Linked DNA regions of Sus scrofa: region 2 is linked to region 1. Evidence: chromatin contacts called from public Hi-C data. All regions are on one chromosome and are shown on one strand. Each heading gives the region's core, a stretch centred on a gene start, on an enhancer-like site or on the middle of the called end of the contact. The rest is flanking DNA. Distances are from core to core; before and after follow the strand shown.

What was found. A called contact is a pair of places that touch in the nucleus more often than the background predicts.
Region 2: a Hi-C map of fetal skeletal muscle shows a contact between it and region 1, with 1.6 times the contacts expected there. The contact joins the promoter of LAMTOR5 here to the enhancer-like site in region 1. A contact is called at or near these places in 5 of 47 Hi-C or Micro-C datasets (adipocytes, embryonic fibroblasts, fetal skeletal muscle and 1 more).

Annotation. Positions count from the first base shown.
Region 1 is chr4:109,658,228-109,664,144 of Sscrofa11.1, reverse strand. CYM (chymosin) reads left to right here. Exons shown (of 9, transcript XM_021090799.1): 9 at 228-454. The coding sequence ends at 365. Among named protein-coding and RNA genes, the nearest start is that of CYM, 13 kb to the left of the region's middle. Within about 2 kb of position 3,699, at least 7 of the 83 cell types and tissues checked have an H3K27ac peak or open chromatin away from gene starts, as enhancers often do. A contact at or near this core is called in fetal skeletal muscle, where this site is marked.
Region 2 is chr4:109,719,486-109,725,402 of Sscrofa11.1, reverse strand. LAMTOR5 (ragulator complex protein LAMTOR5) reads right to left here and starts at 2,739. Exons shown (of 4, transcript XM_013997277.2): 1 at 2,403-2,739; 2 at 1,468-1,529. The coding sequence starts at 2,608.

The DNA.
Region 1 (5,917 bases), core at 2,450-4,949:
GGGGGCAGGCGGCTGGGACCACCAGGTGATCCTGGATTGTGGAGTCTTGATTTCTTCATTGTCGAGTGGGTGAGTCTGATACTTGTATGCTTACCTGAGAAGTGATTTCAAGGATGCGAGGAGATGATAGATGGGAGAGTGACAGGAGGGAGGGGACGGGAAAGGCCTATCCTCAGGCGCAGCCACAGGGGTTGGGGCCAGCTCCATGCCACCCTCTTCTTTCCCAGGACCAGGGCTTCTGCACCAGTGGCTTCCAGGGTGACAGTAAGTCTCAGCACTGGATCCTGGGAGTTGTCTTCATCCAGGAGTATTACAGCGTCTTTGACAGAGCCAACAACCGCGTGGGGCTGGCCAAGGCCATCTGAAGGCACCCTGACTACAAACCTCGCTGTCGCCCCCCACCCCCGCCACGTACACACATGTACACACGCGTGTGCGCGCACACATTTATGCATGTACACACATAAATGAGGTTTTGGGGTAGGTGATTCTCAATAAATACTACATTCTGCAATGCCTGGCTTTCTTTGGGTGGTGAATCCCTGCCCCGCTGGCGGGGTGGGGGGGGATGGATGTGAGTCACGTGGTGTGTCGGGCAGAGCTGGGGCCACAGGGGTGGGGGAGGGAGGGGACGCTGTGATGGGTGGAGACTTTCGCGGGGAATCGGCCATTTCAAGCCCAGGCCAGGTTTTAAAAGCAAGACCTGTCTGGCGGTCCTGTTGGCCGCTCTGCATCTTTCTGGGGAAAGAGCACGTAGGGCGGGGAGACCCGTGCAGGAGGAAACCAGTGCCTGGGGAGCAAGGGCTTGGCGTGGGATTGAGTAGAGATTATTGGCCCCGTGAGAGCAGCTCAGGGGCTCTGCGGAGGAAGGCCTGGCTGCCGTCAAGAGAAGGAGGTTAGTGGAATAGGCAGAGGGCACCCCGGAGGTCTGAGGGGCCTGAGGTTGCCGATATGTTGGGGAGGAACCACCGCCCAGAGTCCCATCCTCCGTCTTAGAGGCGCCACACCTGACCAGCGCCCGGAGAGCGGCTGCGTGGCCGGGGACCCTCCGCTAGGACCCCAGATGTCAGTGAATAGACCACTCGTGCTCCCAGGTCCCCGCAGCCCGTCCTGAGGTGGAGAGAGGCCGCACAGGAAATACAAACATCACAGGGGTCAGAATGAACCCCCAGGGGCGTATATAAGAGGTTTTTCTCAGCCACGCTGCTGGGAGGAGCTGTGGGGTCCAGGCAGATCAGCCTCTTGGGGAGACCCCAGCGCTGGGTCCCTGGACTGTGCTCGGCTGCGAGCCGTGCACGTTGGCTCTCTCTTTCCTTTCTCTCTGCACCCCTTCTTTTTGACATTTTTTTTCCCCTCCAGGGGACAGTACAATCGGCTAGGCTTCGCTTTTCTAAACCACAGCCAGCCTGGCCCCTCCATAGACAGACCGAGCTCTAAGCCTGGATGGGAGCTGAGCTCTCGAAGGCCTTAGGAGGGGGCGGGGCCGGGTCAGTACCTAGCCCCGCCCCCGCCCTATCCGGTCACCCCGCCCACAGCGAGCAGAGGGGCCGCAGAGTCAGGTGGCACGTCTCTGAGAGCCTGAAGCTGCAGGCTTGCCTGTGACACTTCATCAGTGGGAGCAGAGGGGGTGAGGGGGAGAGGGAGTGAGGGGGTGGCTGTTCTCCACCAGGAGCTGCCGAAGGGGTCCTGTTGACAGGCCCTTCCGGGGGCATCTCCTGGGGTCTTTCCCAGCTGTGCCCAAGGACAAACGAGCTGAGGGACTCAGGGCAGTGAAGAGGCTGTGGCAGGGGCTTTCTGGGTCTTTGGCGGTGCACAGTGGTCCCCGGCAGGGAAGGGGCAGGGCTGTGGGGTGGGAGATGACGTGGAGGGGGGCGGCCTCAGGCAGCATCCAGGGGGAGGTGAGGGGTCTGGGGTGGCCTGGGGCAGAGGAGGAGGGAGAATGTCCCAGGACTTGGACGACGGAGGGCAGCCTTGGAGTTTGAGGTTTCCGCGGTCAGGGAGACAAGCATGATGCCAGGGAGTAAGTCCTGGCATTAGGTGGCTTCTTGAAGCCTCACTTATCTTCCCTAAGACCAATACTGCCTGTTTGCCAGGAATAAGACAGAACTGGGCCACTGTCATTATTTTTAGGCTTTTTGTAGATTAAAAGAAAAAAAAAAAAAGCTGAACACGCTCACAAAAACTGTTATATTTCAATGGATTACACCTAAATGGTATTTTAAACATCCAAACCTCAACTGGAGATCATGGAGAAAGTTTTTAATCGTCATATTTGCATTGATAGGATGACTTTTGTAAGTGAGAAGCTTGGACCAAATGGTCCCCCACAGCAACCTCCCTCCACCTCCCAGCCTGCGTGGTGCCTCTCTCCCAAGAGGGTGGTGACAGATGGGTGAAACAGCGCCTTCCTGGGGCTGACGGGCCTTGCCAGCCTCAGTCTACTCCTGGGATTTCTCCTGGCTGCACAGAAGTCTCCGCTTGGAATGTTCTCCACGCTCCCACCCTTTTGCCCAACCTTTCATTGTCCTTCGAATCTCCTTTGAGTCCTGATCTGGTCAGGATGCTCCTGGCCAGGCTGGGTTTGGTGCCCTCTTGTGGCCTCTGCTGGGCCCAGCACTTTCCCTAGGGTACGCTTGGTATTTTTATTTTATGGACCGGGGCTCCCCAAGGACAGACACTGTGCACCTGCCTTTGATGGTTTGGCGGCCTGGCTCATGGAATACCCCCTCATGTATTGCTGAATGAATGAGTGAATGAATGAATGGCTCACTCATCCTTATACCTCTTGATGCTGATCCCTTCTTTCTTCTCCATCTTTCTAACCACCTGCCCTCACTGCACACTCAGGCCTGCTCTGTATCCTTCTCCCTCCCACTGTGAGCCTGGGAGGACCCTAAAGGGGAAGAAGGGGCTGAGCTGCCTGCAGGGTTTTAAGTTTCTGCCAGGAGGCCCATATGGGCTCTGCTTCAGTCCCGGCTCCCTGGGGGTCTGCAAGGTGACAAAGGGGCCTTGGATGGGGCATCTGCCATGTGCTTGTCAAGAGCCAACCTGGAGGTCAGTGAGGAGCTAAGATGCTGGGAGGGACCCTGCAGGGTTGGTATCTCCCCCCAGTGCTGCCTGCTGACCAGAACCAGGGCCAGGAGGGGCAGCTGAGGAAGCTCGGTGGCCATTCATGTCCAACCCCATGCACCTGCTGCTGCCTGTCTGCTGCCAGGGCCACACCCCATACCCTGCAAGGCTGGCCTCTGGGCACTTGTTCATGCCATTCCCTTTGCTTGCTTTCTCCTGTCCGCTCTCTCCAGCCTGTGAACTGCTCCTCTCCCTAACGTGACACCCCCCACCGCACCAGACTGCCACCTCCCAGCTTCCTAAGTGCCAGGCAGGCAGGGACCTTCACGACAGCGTTTACGTAGCCTTTGCGATTCCATTACACGTAGGTCTCTCTGCTCAAGTCCCCGAATGGACAGCACAGCATCTTTCCTCTCTGAACCCTCAGTGCCCAGGGAACTTGCTGGCACACTGTGGAGGCCCAGAAAGGCTTAGGCCTTTCGATATGAGCAGGCATGTCTCTGACTGTGTGGCGTGAATCCTAAGTGTGGAGAAACAGGAGCTCACGAAGACGCCAGGGTAAACACCCGCACACCCACAGTCTCCAGGCCCTGCCTGCCTCTGCCCCAGGGTGTGCCCTGGTCTGGCCCAGAGAGGCCTCAGGCCCTGTTTCCAGCTCCTCTCCCCTCCCTGTCACTCATTTTCCTGCCAGTTCTTCTCATGCGAATGAGAGGAAGCTTTGGCCAGAGAGGCGCTTGGAAAGGAAGTCTTTGAAATGGAAATGTTATGACAAAATGATGGATTGTTGTCTGAGCTGTGCAGTTTGTTTCTTGCTTGCAGCCGCAGAAGGAAGGAGAGCTCTATCCCGGGAGCCGTGGAGGTTGCCCTGGCAAGAAGCCCTAGACAGCAGGAGGGGCGAGCCAAAGGCACACCCGGGCAGGAAGCAGCAGGCTGCAGGACGGTGGGGTGAAGGAGAGCCTGGAGCAGGCAGAGAAACACAGCCAGGACACTGCCCAGTAGCCCTGGCTGGGCTGGAGCCCCCACCGGCCAGGGGGTGCAACACCTTCCTGCTGAGGCCTGAAGAAACATCTGGTGGGTCCTTCTGCCAAGGCCACACCCACCACCAACCCATGCTGTTCCCTTTGCCCGATGTCCCTTTCTCCTTGCTGTCACCTGTGAACTGCGCTTCATCCTTCAAGGCCAGCTTACACATCCCCCTCTGAGAAGCCGCCCGCACTGCACGGGATGCCACTTCACCCAAACCCTCTAAACCGCAGGAATGCCCATGGCTGACCCCTGGCTGCTTAGTTTCCTTCAGGCTACTAAGAATTGTCATCTGTTTTGTTTATTAAAAAATATGTTTTGGAGTCTCTCTTGTGGCTCAGCAGGTTAAAGAACCGACGTTGTGTCTGTGAGGACATGGGTTTGATCCCTGGCCTCGCTCAGCCGGCTAAGGATCCTGTGTTTCTATGGAGGGGCGTAGGCTGAAGCTGCAGCTCTGATCTGACCCCTGGCCAGGGACCTTCCATATGCCACAGTAGACATATAATACACACAAATATTTTTTTGTTTTGCTTAGTTTTTTCAGGGTCGAACTTGCAGCATATGGAAGTTCCTAGGCTAGGGGCCAAAGCTGCTGACCTACACCATAGCCACAGCAATGCCAGATCCTTAACCCACTGAGAGGGGCCAGGGATCGAACCCACATCCTCATGGATGCTAATCGGGTTTGTTTCCACTGAGCCACGTTGGGAACTCCTATATACGTTTTATGTATACTTTTTTTCATGTACATGTGTTTTGAGTACCTCCTGGGTGTGAAGCTCTGCTCTATGCACCGTGTCCCACTGTGAATGCAGCACGAGGAACCTCTATCCTCACGGAGCTGTGGGGCTCACAGACCTGGCAGACAAGAAGTGTGAACAGTGCAGCCTGTTGGATGGTGTTCAGTGCCATGGGAGAGAGACGGGCGGGATGACACGAGACTGCTGTGGGAGCCGGCTGTGCTCTAAAGCCAGGTGGGAAGGGAAGGCTCCAGGAGGAGGTGACCTTTGAGCAAAAACATGCGAGAGGCAGGAAGGCCTGTGGCTGTAAGGGAGAGCATTATAGGCAGAAGGAACAGCGTGTGAGGTTTTAATCAACACTTAACAAGTAGAAGTTACCAGTAAACAAATACGGATATGTTATTTTTTGTTTAGGACTTTCTGATGAGATGACCCTGTCTTTGAGGGCAGGAGTCACATCTCAATCCTTTTGTCGTTCATAGCACTTCTGTGTTTGATGCAGAGTAATTGTTCAGTAGATGTATGTTGAATGAATAAACGGACTGAACGATTTCCTCTCTAAACATTTCAGCGCGGGAGGGCTGCTCAGTGCTTGTCCTGGAGCGCCCTCTAGTGGCCGAATCTCAAATGCCAGCCTTGGACGCTGTCAAGGGTGCAGCGTTCCTCTTTCCCACCCCAAGCCAACCAAACAGAAGAAGGTATGGCGCCCATTCGGCCTGTGCGTCCAAGCCCCTGACGTGGGGCAGGGATTTGCACAGAGGAAAAGGAAGCGGGCTTGGCACCTGGAAACCTCGCCCCCTCCGCTGGTCTCCGGGTGAGCCCTGGGTGGCTCATGGAAGCCAGTCCCTCCCTGGGGCAGCCCATGACAGGCTCCCCACCCCCTCTGCTACTCCAGCTGGGCCACCTGGCCTTCACCAGCCTCCGGACGACCTACAAAGGGCCCCAGATGAGGTGTCACCTCTACAGTCCGATCTCTGAGAGTGAAGCCAGAGGGCAGCCCAGAGCTGTGATGAGATGGGGCGGCTGGGAAGGGGGACTTGTCGCGAGTGGGCTGCACAGAAGCTCAGCAGGGCTCCAGGATCCAA
Region 2 (5,917 bases), core at 1,490-3,989, 62 kb before region 1:
AAAAATAAATTTATATATATTTTTATTAAACAGTAATTGATTTACAATGTCATGCCAATTTCTGCTGTACAGCAAAGTGACCGCACACACACACATTTCTTTTCTTATATTATCTTCCATCATGGTCTATCCTAAGAGATTGGATATAGTTCCCTGGGGTATACAGTAGGACCTCATGGTTTCTCCATTCTACATGTAATAGTTTGCATCTACTAACCCCAAACTCCCAGTCCATCCCACTCCCTCCCTCCTCCCCCTTGGCAACCACAAGTCTGTTCTTTATGTCTGTGAGTCTGTTTCTGTTTTGTAGGTAGGTTCATCTGTGGGACCTTGAAAGTTTCTTAAAGAAATTAATTTAGTTTTAGATTTCCATACTTGAATCTCAACCTTTCCATCTGTAAACCTGGCAAGCACCTCAAAAAAAAAAAAAAAAAAATCTCCCTTTTCTTCCAACTAACTGATTTGTGTATAAAACCTGAGTTACACAGACTAATTCTTTCAATTACCCTCCCTGCAAAAATTCAGAGCTTTAAAAAAATCTTGCAGAACAGAAGAGTAGTGAGCAGGGTGTCCTGGGTTTACTAGTTCTGACATTAATTAGCTGAAGCCTCCCATTGTTTACCTTTCTGGATTTCTTTCCTCATCTGCAATTTGTTACTATCTGTTGAGCATCATGTCTGGGTTCTGTGCTGAGTGTTTTACATATTTTATATGATCCTATATTATTGTGATGTAGAGGCTTTGGGGCCAGACTCAAATCCTAGCTCAATCACTTACTAGTTGTATGACCCTGGTCCAGTTACTCAACCTCTGTGCCTCAATTTCTTTATCTACCTCATAGGATTGTTACAAGGATTAAATGACTTGATATGTGGAAAGTGCTTATAATGGTGCCTGGCACATAGAGCTCAGTAAGTGCAATTCCATAATAATAATTATTATCAAACAACAACCCACTACAGAAACTGAAATTCGGAAAGGTTCTTTTTGGTCCAGGTTCACACTAGTAGTACAGGGGAGGGCTGGGGGTTGAACCTAGGTGTGTCTGAGCTTGCACCCCTCATTTTTACTGCCTACTTACTGTTCAGTGAAGTTGAACTAAAAAATAACACCATCCATCTGGCAGGGTTACTGGGGAAATTTAGCAGTCCCAAAATACATTCAATAAATGGTAACTGCTGTCATTATCTGAAGTCCTTTCTAGACTCTGTTTAGAATGATTCAAATACTATTCTAGAAGAAACAACTATGTAGTGCTAGAACTGCAAGGGACATCTCCACCTTTATAAGTATCAACTGAAAACATTCAGTTTTCTAATTTTGCTATTGGGAGATGATCTCTATTTACAGAAAAGTCCCCCAAAAGTGGCAGGGTGGCAGGAAATGCAAACTAGAGAAAGCACCCTAGGCTCCCAGTCAACATCAAGTGCTGTGCAATCCCTGGAAGGGCTGTTGTCAGATACTTACATCCCAGATTGAGTCCTTGTGAATCTGTGCACAGGACTCCAACAATGGATGGATTCTTCATTCTAATTCCAGGGACACAGGAAGAAAGAAGCAAATGATGTAGGAAAAATGGATTTAAATATAACACACACAGGCTTTCTATGTACCCAGCACTGCTGTTAAGTGCTTTAAATCAGTGTTAGTCTTTTTTCTTTATCCCTCATCCCTACTCCAAGAAAAATTACATTAAATCATAATAAGCTAACTTTAATGATGGTTAAACTAATTTCTCTCTGATGAGAGAAAAGACTGCCAGGTACTGCTAAGCTTTGGAGGGCTACAAACGTTGCAATAGCTAGGATTTTGTTGCCCTCGTTAAAAATATGTATTTTAGCCTACTCTCTCACTTGAAAGAACTGCTGAAAAGCTAACTAAAACTGGTTGCCCCATGGAGAGGAAGTGGGAAGCTGAGCGGCCCTGATGCAAGGGAGGTGTCTCCCTGTACGCCGTCTTAAACTTTTCTAATTTTGGATTTTACGTAGACACTATCTGTTCGAAAAATTTAAAGGATGTCTTTCATCTTCTTGAGCACCAAATAACTGGTTACACCAGAAGGAGGTACGCGTGTGTGTTTACGTTTACACTGAAGATACAGGTGGTAGGTACCTCCTTCCCCCAAATGAACTCGGTTCCTAAAACTCCTAAAGAACGGCCCCGCCCAAACAATTTCTACACGACAGGCGGGATTTGGGCTCGGACCCGGGACACTTGTTCCGGAGGGAGTGTGCGGAGCACCGGCGGGATTTAATTCCGGGTTACCCTCCACTCCCATCGGCGGCCCGGGGAGAGAACGTCCCCAAGAAGCCCAGCGGGCAGTCACAGCTCGCGCCTTCTGTTGCGCTCAAGGACAGGCCCGCCGCGAACCCAGGACAGGCCGACGTGGCCACATTACTTACGTGTCCTCCAAGTGCTGCTCCAAGGTTGCTTCCATCCCGCCGCCGTCCGCCGGGCGCACCACCCACGGTGGGTCTTCTCCTAGGAAACTGGTCTCCGGCTCCGCTTGGTCAGTCACATGATGCGAGCAGGACGCGGACCTGGACGGCGCCTCCAAAGGGACAAACTTCGTGGCGCAGTCTCGGCGTTTTCTCCGGGATGATGTCATTACGCGCCCTCTGCCGCCGCGAGCTGGGCGGGGTTCTGCTGCCTGGGGTGCGACCCGCGAGGGGACCGCGCGGGATGTACCCCCGGGAGGGAGGTCTGTAGTCTTCCCTTGGAGCCAGCTTCCTGGCCTGTCCCTTTGTCTCCGCCGTACAGACCTTTGGATTTCGATTCCACCGACTCCGAGAAGTCGGGCCAGGTCTGGTTGAAGTTTTACAATAATCCGGCCGGCCCCGCGGGGTCCCATCCAGGTGGTAGGGCAGGGACAGACAAGAGAGACACAGGATTCCGATGAAGGGTTCCCCAGGCTTGGAGGGACAAAGAGAGGAAGGACAAGGGACTAGAGGATGAGGCGGAACAAAATTAAAACCCCAAGCTGGGTAGGGGGGCAAGTGTTGCGATTTTTCGAAGACGTTGGTTCTTCCTCTTTGGAGAGGATTCGGGAACGTTTGAGAAAGAAGGTGTCATTGTAATAAAGACTGGGTAGGACCACTTAAAAAGTAACCTTTAAAAAAAGTTAATTACAAAAGCAGTTATAGGGAGTTCTGGTCGTGGCTCAGTGGCTAACGAATCCGACTAGGAACCATGAGGTTGTATGTTCGATCCCTGGCTTGCTTAGTGGGTTAAAGATCCGGCGTTGCGGTGAGCTGTGGTGTAGGTCGCAGACCCGGCTCGATCCCACGTTGCTGTGGTGGCTCTGGCGTAGGCGGGCTACTACAGCTCCGATTCGACCCCTAGCCTGGGAACCTCCATATGCCGCAGGAGCGGCCCTAGAAAAGACATAAAGACAAAAATTAAAAAAAAAAGCAGTTGTAAAAATAAGGAAAGAAAGCCCACCCATTGTCTTTGTCCGGAGATGACTGATAAGGCCTTGGAGAATATTCTTTCCGCCGGTTGGTTGTCTTTGCAAATGTATACTTTGTGTTATTGTTTTTTCTTTTTTAAAGCTAAGTTGACACACATATTGTACAAACAATTCTGTAGCTTATCTTTTTCACAAAATTTAGCAAAAATGTCTTTCTGACATAAAGTTCATTTACGGCATTTGTAATACTTAGAAAATATTACATATTATAGCTTAACCAACCCCTTATTAATGTACAGTTAGGTTGCTTATAGTTTTGTTGTTGTCGTTGTTATGTTTGGGTTTTGGCTGTGACAAATGCTGGATGAATATTCTTATGGCCAAATATTTGTGCAGTTTAAATTTTTTCTTATAGTAAGTTACAAGAATGGAATTATTGGGTCAAGGTTTTAAAGTCTTTTAATATACACTTACAAGTTACCCCCCAGAAAGGTGGTTCCAGTTTACACTCAGATTGGTAGCATTTTGATGAGAATGGGAGTGTGCCCAGAGGCTCACCCATCCCCCCATAAGCCTCTACCCGCTCCCTGTAATCCTCCTGGCAGCACACCTCGACCTCCCTTTTCTCCAGCCCTCTCTCCTCCAGCTTTTATTCACTTTCCAGCTTTACTCAGCTTTCACTTCTGTTCTGGGGCACAGCTTCCCGGTTCCTCTTGCCTTGAATTCAAGAGTCCCTCTTTATTCCCTAGCTGTGATGGTGAGAAACTTTCAGCTTCCTTAAAATTCCAGCCTTGAATGTCGTAATTCAGGAGTTTTAGACTCCTGGCCTAGAGAAATGATTTATATTAACTTAGGGGTTACTATAATATGCGACATTTAAATTTTAGAAAAAGCAGTTTAAAACCACTCTTAAAAGATAGCATTAAAAAACGTCGGGAGCCCGCCCACTTGTCCTGCAGTACCGAGGCAGCTGGGTACTGCAGTACCGCCCCCTTGTGGTCCATGTGGTGTAAAGCTCTGCTGGTCTAGGGCTTCTCAGCTCTGGCTTTTTTTAACCTTCGAGGCAGCGCTGTCCAATAGAAACGTAATTTTGTTTGTTTATTTATTTATTATTATTTTAATAGTTATTTCACCATACAATTTTTTTTCTACTGTACAGCATGGTGACCCAGTTACACATACATGTAGACATTCTATTTTCGCTCATTATCATGCTCCATCATTTGAGTATATGTAGTTCCCAGTGCTACACAGCAGGATCTCATTGGTAAGAAACGTAATTTTATTTATTTTTTATTTATTTATTTTTTTTGCAATTTCTTGGGCTGCTCCCACGGCATGTGGAGGTTCCCAGGCTAGGGGTCGAATCGGAGCGATAGCCACTGGCCTGCACCAGAGCCACAGCAACTCGGGATCCAAGCCGCGTCTGCAACCTACACCACAGGTCACGGCAACGCCGGATCCTTAACCCACTGAGCAAGGCCAGGGATCGAACCCGCAACTTCATGGTTCCTAGTCAGATTCATTAACCACTGAGCCACGATGGGAACTCCAGAAACGTAATTTTAAATGTCTTGGTAGCCACACTAAAAAACTTAAACAGGTGGAATTAATTTTAATATTTTATGTATCCATATACTGTGTCCAAAATACTATCATTTCACCATGTAATCAATTTAAAAAATACAGAGGTTTTTTTGTTGTTGTTGTCGTTGTTGTTTTGTTTGTTTGTTTTTTGCATTCTCCCCCCCCCCCCCCGCAGACTAAGTCTTCAAAATCTGGAGTTTATTTTACACAGACAGCATGTTTCCCTTCAGACCAGCCATATTTCAAGTGCTCAATAGCCGTGTGTGGCTGCTGGTCAGCACTGGGTAATGGAGCTTCAGGCTACCTCTGATTATCTCAAAGCCAGACCAGTGATTATAGGATTCTCAGAAAAGCTGGTGATCTTTTGGTGCTGTTAAGGCAGGTCTCTGAAGGGAGAGTGAACAAAGAGGAAGAGGAGGACGGCCGGCTCAGACATCCTCGTTGCTCTGGAGGTGGAAGGCAGGCTCTTCCACACCACCCGGTCTTTCTGTGTCCTGCTGCTGTTTTGCCTCTGCCCAGATGGGCAGAGCGAGTGAGGTGTTTTATATAAGCTGGAGAAATGCTGGGGCCTGGGGCCATGGTTAGTTGGAGTAGGTCTCTGACCCCTAAGTGTTTTCTGCTTTCTTCAGCTTGTAGCATATTTGAGGATTCTTTAGGCTTAGTTTTGAGTGCAGATAACCACTTTTGAGGTGACAGGAAAAGTCCGAAGGTACCCATATTGCCTCATTGCATTGCAAGTTTTTCTTTTTTTGTGTTTATTCTTGGTCATGCCCACAGCACGCTGATGTTCCCAGGCCAGGGATCATACCTTTGCCACAGCAGTGACCCAAGCTGCTGCAGTGATAACGCTGGATCCTTAATTGCCAGGCCACCAGGGGACTCTGCATTGTAATTTTCATATGTTTACTTTTCAAGACGGAA